2 separate regions of the Sorghum bicolor genome follow, and region 1 is linked to region 2. A link is a contact called in public HiCAR-type data. All regions are on one chromosome and are shown on one strand. Each heading gives the region's core, a stretch centred on a gene start, on an enhancer-like site or on the middle of the called end of the contact. The rest is flanking DNA. Distances are from core to core; before and after follow the strand shown.

Evidence for each region. HiCAR-type assays count read pairs that join an accessible place to other places.
Region 1: a contact with region 2 is called in a HiCAR-type map of leaf, with 5 times the contacts expected there. The contact joins the promoter of LOC8079394 here to the promoter of LOC8077202 in region 2. A contact is called at or near these places in 1 of 4 Hi-C or Micro-C datasets (leaf mesophyll) and 1 of 1 datasets of contacts at active chromatin or transcription factors (leaf).

What each region holds. Positions count from the first base shown.
Region 1 is chr4:5,081,921-5,086,319 of Sorghum_bicolor_NCBIv3, reverse strand. It overlaps LOC8079394 (zinc finger protein CONSTANS-LIKE 3), which reads right to left and starts at 2,792. Exons shown (of 3, transcript XM_021458162.1): 1 at 1,961-2,792; 2 at 1,735-1,872; 3 at 844-1,593. The coding sequence starts at 2,611. The coding sequence ends at 1,210.
Region 2 is chr4:4,866,583-4,871,622 of Sorghum_bicolor_NCBIv3, reverse strand. LOC8077202 (B-box zinc finger protein 32) reads left to right here and starts at 1,362. Exons shown (of 2, transcript XM_002453337.2): 1 at 1,362-2,292; 2 at 2,295-2,901. The coding sequence starts at 1,920. The coding sequence ends at 2,593.

The DNA of each region.
Region 1 (4,399 bases), core at 1,543-4,042, 210 kb before region 2:
ATCAAAACATCTCAAGTTTGACCAAAATTATAGAGAAAATTACAAAAAATTTTGACATCAAATAGATATACTATAAAAATATAATTAATGAAAAATCTAATAATACTTAGTGGTATAATAAATATATTATTTTATCATATAATTATGTTCAACTTGAGATGTTTTAACTTTGCAAGATTCTTAAAACATCTTATAGTTTAGGATTGAGAGAGTAGTCACGTATATGATCGAAATTCTCTAAAGTATGCATGTACCTATCATCAATAATTCAATATATGGAGACCCTTCGTACAAAGGGAGGAAACAAGCATACATACACATCCTTCTTATTTAGTTCGCAAAAATAAAAGTTTTTGGATGCTATAGCACATTTGTAACTATAGCAATTAGTGTTCAATCATGAACTAATTAAATTTAAAAGATTTTTCTCGTAAAATACATACAAACTATATAATTAATTATTTTATTCTATATTTAATGCTCTATGTATGTATTTAAATATTCGATACGATAGGATAAAAGGTTTTTTTGGTGGGAACCAAACAGGGCCTCCTTCTCATGAATCGTCAATTTGCATCAGATAAATAATCTTTTTGCTCACTATAATTAATTAATAGTCATCCTACAAATTTCATATGTAGGATGGACGCTCACGGCCTGTCTTATTATGGTATATATATAAGAGTAATACATAAACCGATACGTGCGCAACCATTTCGATTGAAGGAAAGCTAGGGTCATAGGTTGAACTGCGTGCCAGCTGCTAGGGCCTCAATCTGCCGTAGGAGCTTCGATACTCCAAAGTAGGAGTATAGCACATGCACGCAACTTTGCAATAGATCGTGGCCTTGCCAAATATAGCATAATACTACATCGATCATCATTGAAATAGACCGTCAGATGCTAAGCATCTTCCTGATCTAAAATTACACAAGTAGTACAACGCGTACTACTAGAACTGGTCGCTCCAGCAAACACGTAGTAGCAGTACACACTAGCCTGCTAATTTTACCCATGGCTAGCTCAAAACGGCATGCCGCAACCACCAACTAGAGCTCGCCTGCCGCTCTAGCAAACACGCACGCGCGCATGCAGCATGGCACGCACGCCGGATTCGTGTGCGCGCGTCACGCCGGCCTAATCCAAGCATCGGCCGGCTCAAAAACATGGGCACGCGACGCAGCAGCAATAATTACACGGTACGCGTCGTCAGAATGTGGGCACGACGCCGTAGCCGGCGGCGAAGTCGAGCACATAGGGGTACGATGGCTGCTGCTGCTGCGACCGCGACCGCGCCGGCGCCGTCGCCGCCGCGGCACCCGCGTCGAAGTCGAAGTCGGCGTCGGCGTCGGCGTCGTTGTCGTCCGCGCGCTTCGCGAAGCGGCCCTTGATGCGCGGCCGCGACTCCGCGTAGGCCTTCCGGGACGCGTAGCGGATCGTCTTCTCGAACCGCCGGTTCTTCCGCTTCTCGCGGTACCGCATCAGCCGCGCCTCCCTGCTCTCCGCGGCCGCCGCCGCCGGCGGCGTCGCGACCCTGCCCGCCATGACCCCGTCACCGCGTTCCGGCACCGCACCCACGTCCAAAGATGACATCTGGACATACCAAAACCAAGGTCAGATCGGTGCATGATCCATCAAACGATCCTCCTAGCTATAGCAATTTTGCACGTGCTCGATCTCTTCGTCTTGCCTAGGAAAGTATTATAGCTGGGAGCGCAGAGCACATGGTCTTACACTGTGGGTCGGAGTTGCAGCGTAAGGCAGGTAGGCGGCCTTGGACTGCGCGAAGTCGAGCTCGATGACGCCGCCGGTCACGCTCCCGCCGCGGCCGCACATCGCGTCTGGGACCAGGCCGACCTCCGACGACGAGCCCTGCTCGACCAAAACCAAAGTCCAAACGAAGATTAGATACCGTAACTAGCAAACGATCACGCGTACTGCTACTAATAAGCACACTTACGCTGTGGCCGAGCGACGCCGCGGTGTAGGAGCTGTAGGACGGCTTGGCAGCGACGGCTGCGGCGGCGACGCCACCACCAAAGTCAAGGTCCACAGCGCCGCCGCCGCCGCAGGATCCCTTGTTAGGCACAACGCTGTCGGCGTGCGGGAACCTGGTGCCACCAGTGAAGTCTTGGCCGAAGAACGGGTCCATGACGTCCGCGAACAGGAAGTCCGCCAGCTTACCGGCGTCGACGCCGACGACCTTAGCCGCCGCGGCGGCGCCGTCGTCGTCGTCCTGATTCTCTTCCGCGGCGGCGCCGAACAGCAGCGTCTCCGCGGCGGGCGCGGCCGCGGCCGCGCCGATGGGCTGCACGGGCACGCGCTCGTGGCGGCGCGCCAGCGGGTTCGCGTCGTGGATGTCGGCGTCGCACGCGGCGCAGAGCGCGGCCGCGTCGGCGCGGCACGTGACGGCGGCCGGCGCGCGCTCGCACACCTCGCACACCCACACCCTCTCGTGCCCGGCCCGCGCGTGGCCCGCGTCGCACCCCGCGCACAGGTACGCCCCGCCGCCCGGGCACGTCCGGCAGTGCACCGCCGCCGGCGAGCCCCCGCACGCCTCGCACCGCCGTCCCCCGACACCCCAGTACCTCCCCGCCACCAGGGCCTCCATCGAACGCGCGTACACGTACGTGATCTCTCCTCGATCGATCGCTCTCTCTCTCTCTCTCAACCGGCAGCCGCGACGATGGCACTTGCTACTAATGGCAGGATCAATTAGCAGGGAAGGGAAGCTTGCGAAGCTGGAGCAAGCTGCGACTATTCCTTGCTTTATAGGGTGATGAAGGTTGAAGCAGGCAGCAGCCGCGCCCGCGTTCGTCTCTGTCGCGGGTGGGCGCGCTTGTTGGGGCGATGGGTACGGGTAGGTGGGGCAGGGCGGCGACGGTGACGTGGGCTTGGGGACACGTGGGCCGCCGCGGGCCAAGCGAAAATAGTACGCGAAATGGTGATCTCGTGGATTTTTGGGTGGTGGAGGCCCACGTGCTGATACCGGGTCATGGGAGGCGTGGGCCCCGCTCGAGCAATCGTCTTAGAGGAGCTGCTGCTGGGTTAGCATGGCGATCACTGGTCTTGGCCGCCAGTGATTAGGTCATTAGACTAGACTTTAGACAGCAAGGGTTTCGAATAATCTCTGTACGGATCACGCTATTTAATCATAGCATCCCTGCAGCTTATCGCCGCGTGTACATGCTAGATCATCAGCGGGATCACACTTTGTATATACTAGAATATTTAAACTTCACGCTTAGACAAAACGGTTTAGCTAGCCTGCCTTTTTCCGGCACGACAAAGCCTAGCTTAAGCTTATGACACAAGTCACAGGCTAATTAACTAAACTGATGACCAAGGTAATTTGCGTGAGTATGTAGTCGATAAGCTAGATCAAGCACGGAGAAGATATTACTAGATGACGTAGCAAAGCGGCAACTCAGACGACGCGTTAGCGTCAACCTCACCGCGCGGTTAACCTCAACAAGGTGCTAAGAGACAAGGGTTAGCTTTATGGTGCGCGGTTTGACGTCGTCGTTTTGGCCGCCAGCCACCGCCCGCGTTGACAGTCAAGAGTACTGAGTACTGTAATTATACTCGTATGAGTAGTTGAAAAGTAGCATTAATGGATGTGCTTGTGAGTAATTAACGACCACATATCTTCATCATTGACATGTGACACCATCGCTGCCAGTCCACGTCAGTCTAGCTGGCTTTGCCTTCCCACTCCGGAGACCAGTCGGCACTAGCTGGGATCCGCGAGGGCGAGGCTGCGACGACGTGCCGCGCGCAAGCGAAATGTCGCAAATGGCCTCGGTGCAAGATCGAGCCGGGCTACTCGGGGAGTCCATGTGTTTAATTGCTCTGACGTATATCTACCCCGTAGATTTCAATGCCGTATATACTGCTGCCGACGACGACGACGACAGGCGATAGCGCTCGCTCTTGACCTACCATACTATTTTTTGCACTAGAAGTTTCTCATATCGTCAAGTGAGAATTATCCACCCTCACGAATTTTCTAGAACAGTCTTATTAACTGTTTCGGTTTGCACAAATACACGTCAAGAATCGCCCGCGATCGCGTGTAGGTGTAGACTGTAGAGTAGCCCCGGCTTGGACATTTTAGGTCAGCGTTTTCGTTTGTATTGGATACAATTACGGACTAACTAGGTTCAAAAGACTCATCTCGTAAATTACAGGCAAACTATGCAATTAATTTTTATTTTCGTTTATATTTAATACTCTATAGACTAAAGATTCAATGTGACAGAGAATCTTAAAATTTTTTGCAAACTAAACAAGATCTTCGTGGATCAAGGCCTTGTTTAGAAAATTTGGGTTTTTTAGTGTATCCTACCGTACGTGAACAGAAAACAGTCATCAGTGTGATGCAGGAAAGACAAACCGT
Region 2 (5,040 bases), core at 113-2,612:
TTATACTAAAAATTTTGAGTCCAAGTGCCATGTGAAAAGTATACCTGATCCATGAGCTATTGCCGGTTTTAGTTTGGTCGCCGATACATCGATATATCGCAAGTGGCAATTTCTGAATTTCTTTTCTCTAGATCGAAGGATAACGGAGAACCAAGTTGGAGATAAGCTAGAGAAGCAGCAGCTGCCTGCATAGCTTAATTGCAGCGTGATGTTTATTAGTCACGTGGTTAATTAACTACGAGCACAAACTTTCGAAGCACATGTAGGCGGACTTAGAGTTTTTGTATATGAAGTGGGAGCTTATCATTAGTGATATCTTCTTTTTTTTTTGGTGTTACCGCGTTAGCCATTACGTAGATAGAGACTTTGTGCCCATTGTTGACACTTAATTTACAGTTTCTAGCCCAGACAACGCTTGAGAAACGTTAATTTTAATCGCATGCCTGGCAGGTATATGCCTGAGAGGCGATGAACTAATTAAACATGTCCATAGTGCTTGGACAACTATAGAAAATACTTCTATAGCTAAAAATACTTACTTACAGTGAGCAAATATTACAGGATTTAACGACGACGTAGTTACAGTGGCAGACAACGTTTTTGTTGACAGTTGTCGTGCTTTGAGACTGGGGACGTTTTCTGTTGAAAAAAAAAATCCGGCTGCTTTATTATTATATATCCTGTGCATACAATACAAGATTCGGCTGTTGTACCAAACAAATTACTTCCCGCACTTGCAGATACGGGTACGACTTAGTATACGACAGTAAACAATGGGAGAGAAAAAAAAAAATCTCAGCAGGCGCGTACTCCGTAGCCAGTACTACAATACAAGTCAAACAAAACCGAGCCTTTTCCGCGCGCCCGTTTTATTCGCTGACGAAATATCGTACCGCGCACGGCCGGTGAACACGACCTGCACGTCCCCAAACTGAGACCACAGAGCGAAAAAAAAGAGAGGAAGAAACGTTCAACAACTTCTTCCCTCTTTTACCCTCCTACTACTACTACCAGGTGGCTGCACTACATTCCCGACACGCCCAGAATCAACCGCACCTGGCGCTGGCGCCACCACATTCCTTTTTTTTCCCCAGTCCCTCTCCAGCTTTCACCGCACCAACGATGCGAATTGCGAAGAGGAGCGAGCGAGTCTTTGGGAAAAGTCCAATCGCGTCTCCTTTTGCTTGCTTGCTGGCTACGGTCTCCTAAGAATTTTGCAAAAGATTTTTTAAAAATTTCTCGTCATATAAAATCCTACAATATATAAAAAATAATTAATTATATAATTTATCTTAATTTATAAGATAAATCTTTTAAATATAGTTAGTTTATAATTAAATAATATTTATAAAATATAAATAAAAATAATATAGTGTTTATTTTATAATTGTCTTTTTCAACTGAACAAGAGCAAGGAGTATGTGTGGTGGCCGGCGAGTGAGCACGACCAGCCCACGGTCAGTAGCCATCGGCCACTACCAGCCGGTGGTGGCTCGGCCGCGGGCGGGGCCCCTTTAAATGCCGGCCATACGCCCAGCCCAAAGCCTCCAAACAAAACAACCCCGCCGAAGAAGCCTCCTCCTCCCCCAGCGAGCCAGCGCGCGCGCGCCCACGGTTTCCAGCGCCGACTCCCCACTTGCACCGGCCGGTTTCGCCGAAGCACGACGACACGCCTCGCGCTCCCGCGGAGACTTGTATATAAAAGCCCGCCGCGTGGCGCCCGGTGATCCCGAGACCTGGAGGGAGCCATCGAGGGAGCCGATCCATTCATCCATCCACTGAACACCACCAGCTCCGCGTCGCGGAGGCCGGAGGTCTTGCTTGCTTGGGCGACTACGACGAGGCGACGTACACCAAGGCTCCGGAGTCCGCCGATCGACGAGGCAGTCAGGCAGGAAGCGAGAAGACATCCATTGGGAATGGGTGTTGCTAGTGACGCGGCGGCGGGCGGGAAGCGCGGCACCGGCACCGGCACGCGGTGCGAGCTCTGCGGGGGCGCGGCGGCCGTGCACTGCGCGGCGGACTCGGCGTTCCTCTGCCTGCGCTGCGACGCCAAGGTGCACGGCGCCAACTTCCTGGCGTCCAGGCACCTGAGGCGCCGCCTGCCGCGCCCCCCTTCCGCCGCCGACTCCGGGGCGGCGTCGTCCGCGTCCAGCAGCTCCTGCGTGTCCACGGCCGACTCCGCGGAGTCAACCGCCGCTGCGCCGTTGGCGGGGAGGGCTCCGGCGCGACGGCGGCCGCGCGCGGCCGCGGAGGCGGTGCTGGAAGGGTGGGCTAAGCGGATGGGGCTCGCGGCGCCGCCGCCGCGCTCCGCGCGCTGGGCCGGGGCGTGGCCGCCGCCCGCGTCCCGCTCCGCGTCGCGATGGCCGCCGCGCTCTGGTCCGAGGTCGCCCCCGCCGGGTGCCGCGTCAATGGAGGCGACGCCGCCGCGCTACTCCGCCGCCTGGAGGCCGCCGCGCACGTGCCGGCGAGGCTGGTGCTCACCGTCGCGTCGTGGATGGCGCGCGCGGGGAGCCGCCCGGCCGCCGGCCCCGCGGCGGACGCGGACGGCCAGGACCAGGACCAGGAGGAGGGATGGGCCGAGTGCTCCTGAGTTCCTTTCTGATCCAGCCGGGCCCACTGCTCATCCGCTGCTGCAGCTGCACTGTACCGAGCCCAACCAAGAAAATGTAGCAACAGCATGTGGGCGACGTTTGTTTGTTCTTTTCCTCGCTAATTATTATAACTGATTAATTAATTAATAGGAGAATGTACGAGCGAGGGGATCGTGTGGTTGGCTGCCTCTCGTGCGATTAACAAAAGCCGATTTGATTTGATTACACACACAAACACACTCATGTGGTCTGGGATGATGCTGTGGTGGGGGCCAAGGCCAAGGCATTGGGGCCATTGGCTGGATATTTTCTTTTGCTAATTGTGTGCCTAATGCGTACACATCAACGTTGTTAATTGGGACTTAAACCCACATGTGGACCGTGTGTGCTAGCTTCGACGGCAAGAAGGTGTTCTGGATGCTCTCTCAACCATGATTTTTAAGGGTCGCTGTCACCCAGGAGTTCTCACCGACCGTCCAGCCTTCGTTCTCTCCCCTGGCCGCTCGTTTCGGTAGTGGTTGCGGCGTGGACCTTGGAATTTCATAGGCACGGTTGAATTGAACCGTGGTACACGGCCTCGTGGAATCGTGTGAAACCAACGTAAAGTGGAGCAGTGCAGTGCAGCAGGAAGGTACGGCCACGTATCTCCGATCCTTCTGATGAAGAACGCGTGTGCGTGCTCAGGGCGGTAGCGTGTGGAACCACCCGCTCGGACCGCGTCGGCGCACGGTGCACCGGTGGTCGGGGGAGCCCGCAGGCGCGCTCTGCACTGCCACACGACTCGACTCGACACGGCGAACGCGTCGACGACTCGCCATCGCGTGCCGCGTGCGCGTGCGTGGCCACTGGCCAGTGGCCAGACCGACCAACCGACCGAGTTCCCGTGCGCGAGCGTGCGGCAGAGGCAGACGGCCAGCGAATGAGCGAAGCGCGGCGGGGGACGGGACTCGCTTCGCTCTGTCCAGTCCCGCCGCCCCAGTCACAGAGGCTCCACCGCTCGAGCGTCCCTCGAGCCACGCCAACCGTCAAAGCCCGTTAGCGTGCATCCTCAGCCCAGCTATCAAGTTCATTTACGTGGCCCGTTAGCGTGTATCTTCAGCCCACGTAGCATGTTTGGCCTCATTGTTTTTTTATTATTATTACAAGAATAAATGTCTACAAGTAAAAAAAATTTTCTGTAACTCTTTTGTCGTCGGTTCGGTCGGCGGTATTGAATTCCCGCTGACTAGAGTCCGGTAAAAAGTACAGGCTACAGACTCCTTTTTGGTTGGCAACATAGGAGTAGGACAAGATAGTCGTAGAATAAATACAACTATTATTTTAAATGAACACAAGTGTTATAGAAATCGATGAATTCTAAAGAAACTTAGTTGATGACATTTTTTTATTTGAGATTGATTAGAAGCTCAGGTATATTATACTGTCTCCATCTATGAAAGAATGTAATTATGAGAATCGTGCCGGTCAAACAATCTCGAGTTTGATCAAGTTATAGCAAATAATGTTAACATTTATATCTTTAAATAAATTTATTATAAAAATATATTCTATACTCATATGTAACACCCTAAAATTTGCATGTTTTGAAATAGAGATAAAATGATTTAATTATGTATTTTTGTGCTCATAAAAAATATAGGAAAAATAATATTTTTCATTAATTTAAAATTTATCATAAGGTTTAGCAATATTGTTGTGCATATATGCTGGTGCATTCGATTTGATGTAACGTTTGCTTGTTGCTCCTTTGTGTGTTCTTAGTGAGTGAAGTCTTTAAAATACGTTTAGTAGATCGATCTTTCTTTATTCGGCACATATTTATCTTTTATCTACAACCAAATTCCTTGTTTCTAAGCTCAAATTTTTATTAGGACCTTTCTAAAATATTTTCTTTGTCACTCAAAGCACTTCTTTTAGTTCCTCGTCCATCAAGCACTCTCTACAAACTTTCTAGGAATTTTTCCATCTTCTATTCTCACTTTTCTATGAGCATAAATCTAATTTTTAGATGCCCCAAATTATCTTATCATGAGGTCCAAATACGTTATTTGAGTTCCTCATATTCCATAATGTCTCTGAGAATTTTCTCCGAATTTTCAGAGCTTTTAGAATATTTTTCATAGTTTAAATAATAATTTTGGACTTTTCTAGAATTATTTTATCAATGAAAATAATTAATTCCGAAAAATAATAAATCTCTTATTATTTTTCCAACGTTAAAGTCCATAATAAATCCCAAACACCATGTAGTTATTTACTAATGGGCTTTAATAATTTATCAGGCCTATTAGTAAGGATGAAGGTTGCAACATCAATTAGTAACATATTGCTAATTGATGTGGATGTGAAGAATTTTTCTCCCTATATATTTGTACCGACTCCTTGGCCAAATCACCAAAACTACATAAAGAGAGCCCCTAGTTTGGGAAATCCCTCGTGTAGTAAA